2 separate regions of the Drosophila melanogaster genome follow, and region 1 is linked to region 2. A link is a contact called in public HiChIP or PLAC-seq data. All regions are on one chromosome and are shown on one strand. The core of a region is the stretch at or near the end of the contact, and the rest is flanking DNA. Distances in the headings are between cores, read along the strand shown. Region 1 holds the start of Efr (ER GDP-fucose transporter). Region 2 holds the start of rux (roughex).

The links. HiChIP or PLAC-seq counts read pairs in DNA pulled down with a chosen protein or histone mark.
Region 1: an H3K27ac HiChIP or PLAC-seq map of the Kc167 cell line shows a contact between it and region 2, with 5 times the contacts expected there. The contact joins the promoter of Efr here to the promoter of rux in region 2. A contact is called at or near these places in 9 of 107 Hi-C or Micro-C datasets (the D17-c3 cell line, the Kc167 cell line, the S2 cell line and 3 more) and 1 of 6 datasets of contacts at active chromatin or transcription factors (the Kc167 cell line).

Annotation. Positions count from the first base shown.
Region 1 is chrX:6,218,338-6,225,723 of dm6, forward strand. Efr (ER GDP-fucose transporter) reads left to right here and starts at 1,620. Exons shown (of 2, transcript NM_132071.3): 1 at 1,620-2,080; 2 at 3,043-4,382. The coding sequence starts at 3,045. The coding sequence ends at 4,103. It overlaps Btnd (Biotinidase), which reads right to left and starts at 990. Exons shown (of 2, transcript NM_132070.3): 1 at 898-990; 2 at 1-744. The coding sequence starts at 957. sqh (spaghetti squash) reads right to left here and starts at 6,803. Exons shown (of 3, transcript NM_078502.3): 1 at 6,670-6,803; 2 at 5,248-5,779; 3 at 4,724-5,174. The coding sequence starts at 5,667. The coding sequence ends at 5,070. It also overlaps a transcript of dtn not described here.
Region 2 is chrX:6,036,347-6,043,700 of dm6, forward strand. rux (roughex) reads right to left here and starts at 1,454. Exons shown (of 3, transcript NM_001258611.1): 1 at 1,412-1,454; 2 at 723-772; 3 at 1-632. The coding sequence starts at 744. It overlaps MCTS1 (Malignant T cell amplified sequence 1), which reads left to right and starts at 1,546. Exons shown (of 4, transcript NM_132060.4): 1 at 1,546-1,633; 2 at 1,695-1,847; 3 at 1,917-2,219; 4 at 2,530-3,230. The coding sequence starts at 1,623. The coding sequence ends at 2,611. CG5937 reads left to right here and starts at 3,659. Exons shown (of 9, transcript NM_132061.3): 1 at 3,659-3,752; 2 at 4,179-4,440; 3 at 5,240-5,373; 4 at 5,908-6,548; 5 at 6,606-6,926; 6 at 6,990-7,354. The coding sequence starts at 4,356.

The DNA of each region.
Region 1 (7,386 bases), core at 370-2,869, 180 kb after region 2:
GATACCCGATCCGGAAGTGCGTCCATCGGGATTACTGGCATCTGCGGCTAGAACATTAACATCATTACCAAATGCCCAACCCTCTTGGAGTTGTACAGCGCCAAGGAATGGCAATTCCGAGAACCAATAGGTTGGATACACGATGTCCGTGATCTTGTGCTCCTTCACCAATTTCATCGCCGGATCATAGAACAACATGTCGAAGCAGATGAAATGACCAAAGGTTACGCCAAAGTCTGTCCTAAAGATGGATATATCCGGAGATCGGAGCACTGATGTCGAGACATACTCGTGTCGCCACAAATGGGTTTTTCTGTAACGCGAGACAATCCTGCCCCTTCGATCGAACACGACATTTGTGTTGAAGTACCGAACGCCAGACGATGGACAAGGATTGTAGGTGTCAGAACCAGCTCCATGGGCACACAGTTCCTTCTCCACCACGTTTATGACCACATACAGGTGGTTAGCCCTCGCCGAGCAGGATAGCTCGATGAGGAAGAGCTCATAGTCCGTTTGGTAGCAGGGCGTTATGTTCTGCGACTCATGGGGCACAAAAGTGGCTGTGGCCTGACTATTGAGTATGTGCTCGGGAAACACTATGATGTCCACATCGCCGACTTCACGGATGATCTTTTGAAAGGATTCCGAAGCTGAGGTGGTGCGTGCACGCGGAGAATCGCCCACTGGCTGGCTGTGCTCCACCACTGCTGCCGTATAGGTTGGATCTTCCGGCTTGGAAAGCTATGGTGAGAATATAGATAATATCTTTTGTCATTGGAATAGCAATATTGCGTTGAAGTTATGAATGTTAGGAAACGTTACGTATACGACAAGGTGAACCAATTTTTTTTTGAGTTCTATGCAAGTTAAAATATGTACTAAACCCAAATTTACCTGATGCGAACTGCTGAAGAGCACTGACAAGAGTAGAAAACTCAATTGAATCGACTTCATAATGGAACGTCGGCCGAAATCCAAATGCCAAAACATCGAGATCTTTGCCAAAAACGAAGACTACGCATCAAGAATCAAGTGCAGGGCCAAGAAAGAAATCTCACTATCTTACATATAGGCATTTTATTTTACGGGCGAATAATGATGATGGTGGATACAATGAGATTATGCATTTCGGCAGATAAGAGCCCCAATTATTCATATGACTCTTATCTGTGCTGTTTCATATACAATGTATGCTAGTCAACAAGGGGTTAATGATTTCTTGGCCGAGGTGTTTAAACGAAGACACTAAAAATAAGACATAAAAGATAGCAATTAATTGAGGTATCAGATTTGTTTGGTCAAAGCAGTTATGATATGATAAGATATGCGGAAAAATGACGAACCTAAAGTGCCTGCCTAACGCTGCTCTTTATAGTCTCCAATTCACAAATTAGACTAACAGTATTTTTTTTTTTTTTTTTTTTTTTTTGTAATATTTAATTCCATAAAACAAATAAATTATATAAACACCTCCGGATGTTCTAAACTTAAATATTCAAATTCGATTCTCGATAATTGTTGCACGCGATATCGATTGTCGCCCCAAACTTAAAGCTCTGCCCGAACTAACAGCTTTTTTCGACCAACCACCAATAGCTGGTCACACCAGCAGCAGCAATCTTCAGCTGTTCAACAACAACAGCACGCGGCAGCAACTACAACAAAACATTAAGATTGTAATCAAGTTGTTAACGGTTATTAGCGAGCTACCAAAAAACCAATTACCACAGTTCCAATGCGCCCAACGAACGGTAAACGCCATTCCAAGGAGAGCCCATAGGCGAGCGAGAGAGATAGAAAAACGGTGAAGGTCGCGCTGCGAAAGAGCGAGATAATTGATTCGCAGGTTGGTGTTGGTGCATATTCATGTTCTAATCGCCCTCATGTGCGTTCGTGTGTGTACATATGTGTGCGAGCAGTGTTTATACAGCAAGCAACTGATATAATCGATCTTGATTCTCGACATCCCGCCAGTGAGACAAAAGAATCGAGATCCGAGATCCGTCATTAAACCGGACAATCCACAGGCATTCGTAACTCGCACATCCCGCGGATTAGAATATATCCCATTGCGAAGGTAAGTAACGCCGATAACGATTGTCGTTTTTGTTCAGTTTAAATTAAACAATTCGCATAGTTCTTATCGGCAACGTGACAATTGTCCAAATTGCCGACTAACGCTGAGCGGGCTGCGATCTACACTCACCCACCGACCTTGGAAATACCCTTCCAGTAAAAACCAGAATTCGATTATATATATCGAAAAAATCGATCTGCTACCAGCCATCGATAAAGAATCTTAATATTTCAATAAAAATTAGTACCGCATAAGCTTAGTAAAAAAGTGAATAAAACTGTCATTAATTTCACCAAAAAAGACCACTTTAAAATAGCTTTGTTTACGATCAGTTCTATTTTTGGTAAGCATTTTATGCAAATTTTATATCTCCTATAACTGTTAGCTATCGTGATTAATAAATCTCGGAGCCAAATGATTAGCTTCATATGCATTCACAATGCGCAAAGAATAAGTATAATAATTTATGCTAATGTATGTTTTTCTTCGGTATCCCCGTGTGCTTTGCACATACGACGTACGACTGAAATTTAATAGCTCTGAATTGCTGAATTGCAAATTAACAATAATTTAAATAAATAATTTCATCAGTTAGTAGTAATATATTCAAAACAGATTGATTTATTAATAGTGCTAAACTCTTTTTTAGCATAATCAGAGCAAAATTTAGTGGAAATCAAATTGCTTCGTAATCATGGCAATGTTTTGCGAATGTATAAAACAATTTACGTGCATGTGTGTACATACGTACCTACTTATTACCCCTTTAAGATAACAGATAGCACGGAATGTTTTACATGCTAGAAAACAAAATGAAAAAAAAAACACACTTGACAAAAAGTTTAAAAAAAATTTAAAATTGAACACGTACTCTAACATCGATTGTCAAGATGCTGGATTTTAATAGCCTATAACCATTCATATTTTTAAAATTTCTAAACATATACATATTTATCTTTCAGATATGGCTCTGAACCTGAAGGCCCTGCTGGGCATGCTGTTCGTGTTCATCGGCTGCTGCAGCAACGTGGTCTTTCTGGAGCTGATCATTCAAATCGATCCGGGAGCGGGTAACCTGATCACCTTCGCCCAATTCCTGTTCATCGCGCTGGAGGGTCTGGTCTTCACCTCCAAGTTCTTTACGGTGCGACCGAAGATTGCGCTGAAGGACTACGTCATCCTGGTGGCCCTGTTCTTTGGGGCGAACGTTTGCAATAACTATGCCTTCAACTTTAACATACCCATGCCGCTGCACATGATCTTCCGTAGCGGATCACTGATGGCCAACATGATCATGGGCATTGTGCTGCTGAAGAAGCGCTACAATCTGCGACAGTACAGCTCCGTGGCCATGATCACGGCTGGCATTATATTGTGCACTCTGGTCTCCAGTGGCGATGTCAAGGATAATACACATCACAGCCTCAAGGTGGATACATCCTACTCCGATTTCTTCTGGTGGACGGTGGGTATTGGCTTGCTGACAATCGCCCTGCTGGTCACCGCCTACATGGGCATCTACCAGGAGGTGATATACAAGAAATACGGCAAGCATCCCAGCGAGGCCTTATTCTTTACGCACATGTTACCTTTGCCCGGTTTTCTGATCATGGCCGGCAATATAGTCCAACACTTTGGTATCGCATGGTCATCGGAACCAGTGGCCGTGCCACTGCTGGGAGCCATTGGACTGGAGTGGAAATTCCCGCTGATGTTGTTCTATCTGCTGTGCAACGTGGTCACCCAGTATGTATGCATCAGTGCCGTCTACGTTCTGACCACCGAATGTGCATCGCTAACCGTAACGCTGGTGGTCACCCTGCGCAAGTTCGTCTCGCTGCTGTTCTCGATCATTTATTTCCGGAATCCATTCACCCTAAACCATTGGGTAGGCACCATCCTGGTATTCTTCGGCACAATACTCTTCGCCAATGTGATCAACCAGGTGAGGGACGCCTATCGGGCCAGGTCGAGCCGGAAGACCCACTTCGACACCGCTCCGCTGGCCAAGAAGGTGGAGTAATCTTCGCGGGCTGTGATGGTTCCTGCTGCAGAGGCCATTAACCATTAACCATTAATTTGTAGTCGTAGCGCCTTGTTTGTACATAGAATTTGCCTAGTGTTTAGACGCCTCTTTGTCTGGTTTGTAATTCTTGTGTCCGTGTCTTTCTAGATTTTCAAATGTTCGTGTTTTCTTTTAAATTAATAGTTGTCCAAAAAGTGTGTAATATACAACGTTGAGTGTTTCGAACATTAAGCCATCTATTTAATTGATTTTTTTTTAAATAAATTCTTGAAAAACATATATTTGCAGAAGCTGAAATATCTTCGAATCAAAAATAATGTGAGATAAGATATGAGTTTGCAAGTTCGAGTCTTTTGGACATGAACTCATTAGTCAGCTTGTCGAAGATTCCAAGAAAATTTTGACTAATTTCCGAAATCTCTTTCAATTTCCCGCCACATTTGAAGCTACATACACTTATCACATCGTGCTAGTGATCATGCTTAATTAGCCATGGGGGGTACATATTCCAAAGTTTCCCTTGTTTGATCAGTTGCTTTTGGCTGAAGGATTTCTGCAGACATCTGTTTGGTTGGACGTGCGCACGTTCTCGAGTGTAAGAAAAACAAAGGTTTATTGCCACATTCTTGTATAAGTATGTATTTGTATATAGGTAATATATATGTATATTCAATGAGTTAATACTTATGAAAGGAGTTTTTCGGGAAATCGTGTTATCTGGCACCAACATCTCACACACTACACTGTCGTACATAACAATCGCTGGTGTTGGCTACTTTTTGTTTAATTCAAATGCACGGATAAGTACAGGATTATCAGGAATCAAAGAACAGAAGGCGCGAAACCAAAAAAAAAAAATATTTATACTTGTATATATTAAATTATCAAAACGAAACTCATGATGGATAGTTTGGACAGGCTGATTGGAGAGGCAGCTGGCTAGTGAATCGACTGCTGGCGATCTTACTGCTCATCCTTGTCCTTGGCACCGTGCTTAAGGATGCGCGTGAATTCGAGGTAGTCGAACAGACCGTTTTTGATGGGCGCCTCCCGATACATCTCGTCCACCTGTGAATGTAAATGGAAAAGAAGTTGTAAGGGCACACTCCGACTTGATATCGTAAACAACTTGACAACATACATCCTCGTCTGTGAACCGATCACCCATGGTGGTCAGCAGCTCCCTCAGGCGATCCTCGGGCAGGACGCCCATATTCTCCTCGTCGAAGCAGCCGAAGGCGTTCTTGATCACATCCTCGGGATCGGTGCCCTGCAGCCGCTCGCCGAAGAGCGTGAGGAACATGGTGAAGTTGATGGGCCCGGGCGCCTCGTTCATCATGCCATCGAGATAGTCGTCCGTTGGGTTCTTGCCCAGCGAGGCCAGCATGTCGTGCAGATCCTCCTTCTCGACGAAGCCATCACGGTTCTGGTCGATCATGTTGAATGCCTCCTTGAACTCGGCAATCTGCGCCTGATCGAACATGGCGAACACATTGGAGGTGGCGCGTTGGGCGCGCTTCTTGGTGGTGGCGCGACGTCCGGCGGTCTTACGGGATGACATGGTTGCTGTTGGATTGGTGGTTCTGATGCGGTTAATGGAGCTAAATGGAGCCGGCCTATGGAGCTGGTGGCACTAGTGCTTCGCGCTGGAGTGATGTGTGTGCGGCGTGGATCTGAAATCGAAAAACGCCGACTCACATTAGCATTTCGTTGGCCGGGTATGTATTTATGGCTATATATAGACATATTGCAGCGAATTCCGCTGAAACCGATTTTCATTGCTCCCCAAACAAACTGTGTCAACATACAGTGGACGCTCGCTACAGTGAGTACACCATGCATATGCTTATCACAACGGAAAGAACATCTTATTGCTGCTCTTTAAGGTTTTTTAAGGAATGAAGGTTTGGCCATTGCCTAAAATGGGCGAACTACAAATTATATTTATAAATAAATAGTTTTAATACAGTTTTAGGCCAGAAAGGATAATGCAAAAGCAGTTCGATGGCTCCATGCTTCCGCTACAGTTACAAGTCCACCTTATCGGGCGCCCACTGTGAGTACGACTCATGCACGCACACATGCGCAGCTCTCTGAGTCACTCGCGCAAACGAAAATGACACGTATGGGAGTTTCGCTCTCGCTCTGCGCCAGTGCGTGCATGTGTATGCGAGTTTATCAATGCTGTTGAACTGCGGTTAACAAAAACAACATCGCACACGTATTTGGCTCATTGAAAACATTCTCACACACACTGGCACACGCATTTCAATTAAAGCCTTAAAAGGCCAGAAAAAAACCGCAGTTGAAGCACCCAAATTCACTCGAGAACTCAAGTTGGGCCAAATGTTTGCGACTTCGTTGATTTATCACTTTCGAATGGACATTTAAATGGAATTATAGCACAAAAACAATTGTTTTCATTTGCGCGCTGCCGACGCTGACTCATACGCATACACTAACACACACGCACACTCACATAGGGCAGCGCCCTTTGGGAGTTCAGTTCGTTTATTTTATCGAATATGATTGCTTGATTACGCCTGATTTGATTCATACTCACAGCTGCCGAATGCCGAGTGTTTAATACTATCGAAGTTTCGTTAATGCAACTTTCGACCAGCTGCACTTTTGTCTTTTATAATTTCGGTTCGACGAGAAGGCCAAGTGTGACCAGCATAGAGGCGGTTTCAATTTATCAGAAAATACCGCAGAATATGCTAAAAATTACTGTGCAAAAGTGCTAATTGTTGGAGCTCCTAAAATAAATAAATATTAAGACTATAAATTATATTATAAAATATAAAATTATATTACAAATGTGAATACTACTGAGACTAGGACCATGGCTATTAGAATCCTAAAAACCTATTGTCAGTTGTGCTACCAGATCTTGTTTTAAAATATTCGTTCCTAAGAAGCTCTTTTCTTGTAGAATCTAAAGTTTCTCAAAAAATTTTCTTAAGCAATCCCAATTAATTTTATTTTTCTTTATTCTTCACTGTCAAACATGGTATTTTTTTTTTTTTGGTATTAACTTTTTGAATTGCCCGCGTTCTGATTGGAGTTTCAGGAGTATGCGCACAGTCTGGCAGCCCCATATTACAGCACTTCCAAATACGGTAGTACCACTATCTTAGGATATTGTTTTCAATACGGTATGGACACACTGCAAAGTGTTTGGAATGTTCGATATTTGTGTAAAATTCTGAGAGACCTGAATGAAAAGAGGCATGCATTAGGGCGTCGAACGAGGGATTTTCCAGCCCAGCAGATCCTT
Region 2 (7,354 bases), core at 204-2,703:
CCGTCGTGCAAAGGAAATGCTGCACAGTGGCGGAATCAGAGTGGATCGTTTGAGGCTTGTCAGACCCCGATCGTAGACAGCCAGGCAGATTTCAAAGCCGCTCACTTGACCGCCGGGCAGAAAGGTGCTCCGATAGCCCAAAGTAAGGTGGACCGCGCATGACTCGCCCATGTCCAGGCCGCCGTAGATATGTTCATTACGCTTGTTCAACAGGCCACACGCCTCCACATACTTCAGGGAGTTCAAATTGTAGCTCGATGGACGGGGCGGTGTGATCAGGGTTGAGGAAAACTTTTCATTTACCTCCTCGTCATCGCTCTCTGGACGCACATGCAGAGTGGTGCCTGTGCGCTCCTTCTCCTCGTAGATGCGACGACGTTCCGAGTCAAACGATCTGCCGAAGCGCGCCTTCAGCAGAAGTTCGTCGCCCCACTCAATTTGTGCTGCTTCCTCGAATCCCTCGTGCTTGTAGCGCATTGTCAACTGGTTTCTCAAAAATCCGGTGATTGCCTTGGCGCCACGCACATTTCGACTGTAGAAGCTGAGGATGCAGTCCTCCCCCAGGTCGCGGCGTATGGTCCCATCATCTACGCCATTGATGAACTCATGGATCACCTCCAAAGGCGTCTCCTCTGAAAATAAAGCAAGCGGATGAGATGCGATGCGATTCCTATTGATCAGCCCAATCGCATACAGCTGTTATCCGTTGGTTTGCCACTTACTATGTTCTTCTGGAGCGCTCATTTCCTTCAAGTATTTTCATGCGATTGCGCTTATAAAAAATAAATATAATTTACAATATATACAATTCGACTTGGACACTATGTTGTTGATACAACAATGTTTTGGTAATATGCCATATCGGCCAGTGTTGAAAGTGACGCTAGCTATCGGCTCGAGGGGTCAGGGGTCAGCGCCTACTTGTAATTCGGCTACTGTTGTCCCGATAAATCTTTACGTTAGTTGTACTTGTAAAAATCACATTACTTTAATCTGTTAAGTCTATTAATATTGTTTGATTTTTATTTAAACGTTAATTGTTAATACCATATATCGCATGCACACTTGAGGGGCGATAGTTGGCATTCCGCTGAGAACTGGTCACACCGCACAGCGGGCCAAGCTCTATAACCGATACTAGAGGTGGAGAAACATCGATGTTGGCGGACTCAATGTTTTCGATGTGTTTGGCGAAAAACATCGATCTTTGGCAGACTTAGTCGTTTACAACTTAAGAATTATTTTCTTCTTTAATATTGCTAACATAATATTGCTTTTCATACGTCGCCGGTCCAGTAAGTGCTCCCATAAAACAAAAATACTAATTAGTCCAATTCAATGGATAAGTAAGCCAGTATACATACGAGCACGTGCACGCTTACACGTTTATGGAAAATTAATTTTTACGTACAATTTATACACTTTTATCTCCGATGCGCAGTATCGATGGAAAACCATCGATGATTCCTCGAAACACATCGATGCTTGTGATTTTTCGAAAACATCGATGACATCGAGTTGGCATCGATGTTTCTCCACCTCTAACCGATACCTTCTATCATACATTGAAGACGGATTAGCACCGTCGACCACGAAAAAAGAACGCAAGGAAATCGTGCAAAATGTTCAAAAAGTACGTATGGCATGAGTTAGATGGGGACATCAGACTAACCATAGCAATTCGATCTGTGCAGATTCGAAGAGAAGGACAGCATTTCCAGCATTCAGCAGCTGAAGTCGTCTGTGCAGAAGGGCATACGTGCCAAGTTGCTGGAGGCCTATCCCAAGTTGGAGAGTCACATCGACCTGATCCTGCCCAAGAAGGACTCGTACCGCATCGCCAAGTGGTAGGATGGCTCAGTTCTTGCCACAGCACATAACTCCATTCATATTCCCGATCCCTACTCCTCCACCAGCCATGACCACATCGAACTGCTGCTAAACGGAGCCGGCGACCAGGTGTTCTTTCGCCACCGCGATGGCCCCTGGATGCCTACCCTGCGCCTCCTGCACAAGTTCCCCTACTTCGTGACCATGCAGCAAGTGGACAAAGGCGCCATCCGCTTCGTCCTGAGCGGAGCGAACGTCATGTGTCCCGGCCTCACATCGCCAGGCGCCTGTATGACGCCGGCCGACAAGGACACCGTGGTGGCCATCATGGCTGAGGGCAAGGAGCACGCCCTGGCCGTTGGACTCCTCACGTTATCCACACAGGAAATGTAAGTGTGCTTCTACCACTTCTTTAGTAGTTAATATCTAAGAATATTAATTTATATGCTTGCATTTAGTTTACTTAAATGTGTTTAAATGTTCGTCTTTGACATTGTTTTATAATACAAACGTAGTAGTTTGTTGCTAGGTTAAATATGGTAAAGCTTTGTAACTTTGAAATATTCTTGAGCTTGGAAAAATCAAATTGTGAAAGAATAATCATAAATGGACAATGTTACCAATTTGCTGAGCCGTGTGCATATTTTTTAAATTTGAATAAACCATGAACATCTTTCTTTTCTCTTGACTTTTCCACAGTCTGGCGAAGAACAAAGGCATCGGTATCGAGACGTACCACTTCCTCAACGACGGCCTGTGGAAGTCGAAGCCCGTGAAGTAGGCGAAATAGGAATCTGCACTTGCACTTTTTAGTCTTCTATGTCATGAGAGCAAAGAATGGTTTTTGATATACGCAACTGAGTCCTGATTATTATTTTTTTCTACTAATTTTACTCTGTCAGTTAAACTATTTAAAACATTGCGAAATATAATTAATGGCATTTCAAGCGAGCAGAGAGGGATTGAAAGAGAGAGTACTGAAAAAGAAAACCAACCACCTGTGGAGACCAGTGGTCCAGGTGAAAGGTGTCCAGTGGATCTAAATTTGAGCATTTTAATCGGATTCGGCAGGTATGACTGAACATTGAGTCTTCTGTTTGGCGGTCTTCATTCTGTTAGCTCTTATTTTAAGAGTGACTGAATAACTGTGACTCCTTTTGTTTATTGATTAGTCTAAAGAGCAACGAAACAAGGCCTGTAGCTTAAAGTTTGCCAGGGCTGCGAACAACTCATACAAACATTTCAAGGTTATAGTTGATATCCGGGCACTTGTGAATACACGAAAAGATTGTATACAAAAAAGAGCTTATAACTAAATGTACACAATTTATTATTTGTAATATTATAATTTTTAGTAGTTTTACTTCAAAATTATTGAAATAAAGCTTCGCAATACGTGGAACTAAGTAATTTTTGTATGGGTATCTATTGTAAAACCATAGCAAACTCTTGAATAACATAGCATACTTTGTGGCGTCTTTTACTGCCGCACGTAAAATAGGAGTGTGAAGTTTTCCCATTCTATATGCAATTGGGTATGCGGCTTGAGGTATAGAAACTACATAGGTTTTTCATGGGGCGTAATGCTCTTCTTTCAAACTGTGCCCGCCGCCCTGGTTTTTCCAAACTTTCAGCTGACCGATAAACGGTACAATCGAACAGCTGACTGGCAGGCATGCGCAATGATAACGGTACGGCGCACTCCGCCGTAAATGGAGAAAGTGCTTTCCTTTCGCGTCACACAGCATTTGACGCATCCAACGGCAAGTGCAGTGCATATTTCCCCGGAAAGGCAAGAAGAAAAACGAAAAAAAAAACAGAAAGTAAAGTTCGGAATAACGGTGGAAAACATAGGGAAAAACCACAAGTGGTGGCTGGATACCGTTACCAAGGACTATGGACCTTTTCCATTGCAAGAAATGGTAATTTCAGATGAGTAATCGCTGTGGAAAGTGCTTGTGGGGCAGTGGATATCGCCTGACATATGGATTTAATTTATAAAAGAAGTACCGTTGCAATTGCCTGGTGCATTGTTCGCCTGTACATGTGTTCGTGTGTGTGTATGTGTGAAAGTAGGAAAAGTTTTTCAAGGAAAACGGATACACACTGTTTGAACTTTTCGAAGGTGCACAATTGCAATGAGTGTGCACAAGTTTTTGAGAAGTGCAAAAGTGACGTGACGCGAAAACGCCACATTGAAACTTTCCGTTATGTGTGTAAGTGCCAGTGCGTATGTGTATGTGTGTGCATACATATGGCGGCAACATAACATATGTATACAATCATTCTTCACCGTTGCTCTATTGTTATTATCTTCGTTTGTATTGATTTTACTACCAATTTTTTAGGCGCTAATTGAGTTGTTGTTGTTGTTACTACCAATGATGGCGTGCAAGGGCGAAGCAACAACCACAGCAAGCGGAATCGCCTGAAGCAGCGACATAAACGCACGCACACCACCAGAGCGACATTTGGCCCACACAAACGCACACAACTACAGAGAGGCTTAGAAAGAGACGGGCAATATGGAGGACCTCTTTTTGCTCATTATCAAGGAGTCAACGGGCACTAAACACAATGCGCTGCGGCAAACGGCGCAAATCGCTTACGGTGAGTTTTCTTGCTCTTTTCCTTTTTGCAATATGTGTGAACTCCGTTTGCAGTTAGCACGGTGAAAGTGGGAAAGAAAGAGAGAGGCAGAGAGCGAGAGAACGAACGAGATTATTGCCATTTTCTAACTTCCTTTCTCGCTTTCCCTTGCCCGCCAATGTTTGTTGTTTACCGTTAGTTGCCACTTCCTTTGTGCAATGCCCTTCACCTCTTCAGCACGGCACTTAAGTTTCGGCAAAGATTTGGATTTTCATTACATTACATCTATAAGTTGTTATATTAATAATAAGTGCATTATAAATTGAAAATCGTAAATTTATTATGGTGATAAAATTATTGTATATATTTTCACATAAAGGGGATAACAGAATATTATTTAGATTTCTTCGAAAGCTCGGTTTTGTAGCCTCTTATTGTGTTTTCCTGCGTGGTGTTGCAGGAAAGTAGGTAACGATGTGTGGGAGATTTCGCGGTCAGCGATGCAGGAAAGTAGGCAACGATTTGCGGATGGTGGAGCGTGGAACTCCCCGCACCGTTTCCGTTCGCTTATCGGGACAGATTTTACTGCATGCAGTAGCTACATACACATACTTGTGTGCCCAAGGCGATAAACGTTAATCGCGCCGATTTGCCACCGAATAGGAATGTAACTTTTTGCTCGCGCTATTAAGAGCAGAAGATATTACAATTTACGATTTGCAGTTGATAAAGACATTATTTTTTCATATACATATGTACATACATACATACTTGTCACTAATACCGCCTAAATAATGACCCAATTTTGTTAACCCTGCAGATAAGCTGTACCGCCAGCATGGAATCCACCGAGATCCGTCGCACGAGCTGCGCTCCGTTTGCTTTACCGCTCTGCAGATGGCGCTGGACACAAAGCGACCCAAGTTCATCACGATGGGACTCAACGGCCTCCATGTAAGTGCACCGTCCGGAAACGGCGATTATCGGAAGGGGCAGTAAACTGGGAAAATGGTAATGGGACTGTGGGCTAACAATGGCCATAACAACCACTGACACACATTTTCCGGCCGGAACTTCCGGCGAACAAAACGGATTTATCATTCCATATGCACACACTGCTCACCGAACAAAAGACACGGGCAATGGGATTTGGGACATGGGAGATGGCATGTGGCATGTGGCATATGGGCGTATAGCATTTGGCATATGTGCGCCATTGGGGCATTGGTGGGCAACGGGCGGAATCGACTAATTGCTGAGTGTCCTCCGGGGTCGGATGTGACTTTTGTTTATGACTGGTTAACAACATGGTAATCAATAATTCCGGATTTGCTTGCCCATTTGCTCTGGTTATTTAATTTCCATTGCCATTCACTTGTTCTAGATTCCTGCGATTTATCCTTGGTTTTCCAGTTCTCCTTTTATACTATCTATATTTACTACTGCCCCTTGCTAATCCTGTTTTTCCGTTCTTTATCATCCCAATAGCGCGTCATCAAGGACGAACGATTCTACATCGGCCTCGAGCCGGAGGACGACTCTGTGTGGCTGCCATCACAGCTCCTGAGAGCCACCAACGGCATCCTGCCTACGACAAGCAGCGAGGACACGGTGGTCAACGTGCTCCGACTCTTCTTGGCGATGGCCTGCTCGCCCGCATGCACCCTGAACGGCCGCCTCCTCATTGAGATCCTGTCCAGGTGCGGCGAGTGCTGGGAGATGGGCTCGCGGGCCACCAAGGCTGCCTCATTGGCCGCCGCCTCCCAGTGCCTGCGTACATTTTGCGCCTTTCTCATCGAGGAGGCCGAAGAGGTCAAGAAAACGGCGCCTGCCGGCCTGATGACGCAGACGCAGGCCTCCGCCGTCTACAACGAGGTCATCCCGGTGATGCAGTGGCTCTGCAGCCGGCTGGTGGAGCCCAACGTGAATGCTTCGCCGAACAAGAAGTGCGAGAACCACAGCTCGCTGTACCTCACCGAATGCATCCTCACGCTGAGTTCCGCTTTGCCCCGGAATGTACATGCCAATCCGCACTTCACCTCGTTTCTCTGGCAGAAGTTCTGCCCGACTTTGGCGGCGGCACTGGGATCCCCAGGAAGAATAAATCTGGACAAGAAGTTTACTTACAAGTTAGTAAAAGGAAATAAAAATAAAAATATCGAATCACCAAATATACATTATCTCAGGGATGCGCTACACATGATTGAGAACGAGGCTCGTGGCTTCTTCACTGGCCCAGGTTTGGATGGTCCGCAAGCACGCTGCGTCTATTTGACCGCCATACAGTTACTCCGGATTGCCGGAGCCCACGGATCACTGCGGCCCATGCTGGAGGCCCTTTTCCATCGAATGCTTCTACTGCCGGCTCCCCAAAATCGCACAGAGCCACTTCGATGCGTTAGAGAGATCTTCAAGAGCCCGGAGCGTCTGATCGACCTGGCGGTGATTCTTTATGTCGACAAGAACACCGCTCAAGGATGCAGCGATGAAATGGCGTTATTCCGACTGTAAGTTATATTATGGAGTGCATTGTGCATTGAAATACATAATGTATATAAAACTATTTTCAGTTTGGTGGACGCCATGGAAGAGTGCGCCTATGGTGCCAGCGGCGGGGGTTCCGCCACGGAGGCCAGTCTGCAGGCCAGCGTGGAGTGCATGGTGGCCCTGTTGGACAGCTTGCAAGTTCTTTGCAGCGGAGAGCTCACCGAGTCCATGATCAGCGACCAGATCGTCCAGGTGGTCAACGGGCGGCACGACCTGCTTAAGGATGCGGACTACTCCGGTCCACTCACCTATCAGAGTATGGCCCGCCTTCCAGCTCCGTATCGAGATGCCATAGTTGAGTTCCGGCAGACCGTTTTCGAAACTTCATCGGGATCGGAGAGCGAGGGTGAGCCGCAGCACGAGCAGGATGCTGCCTCCAATGGTTCCG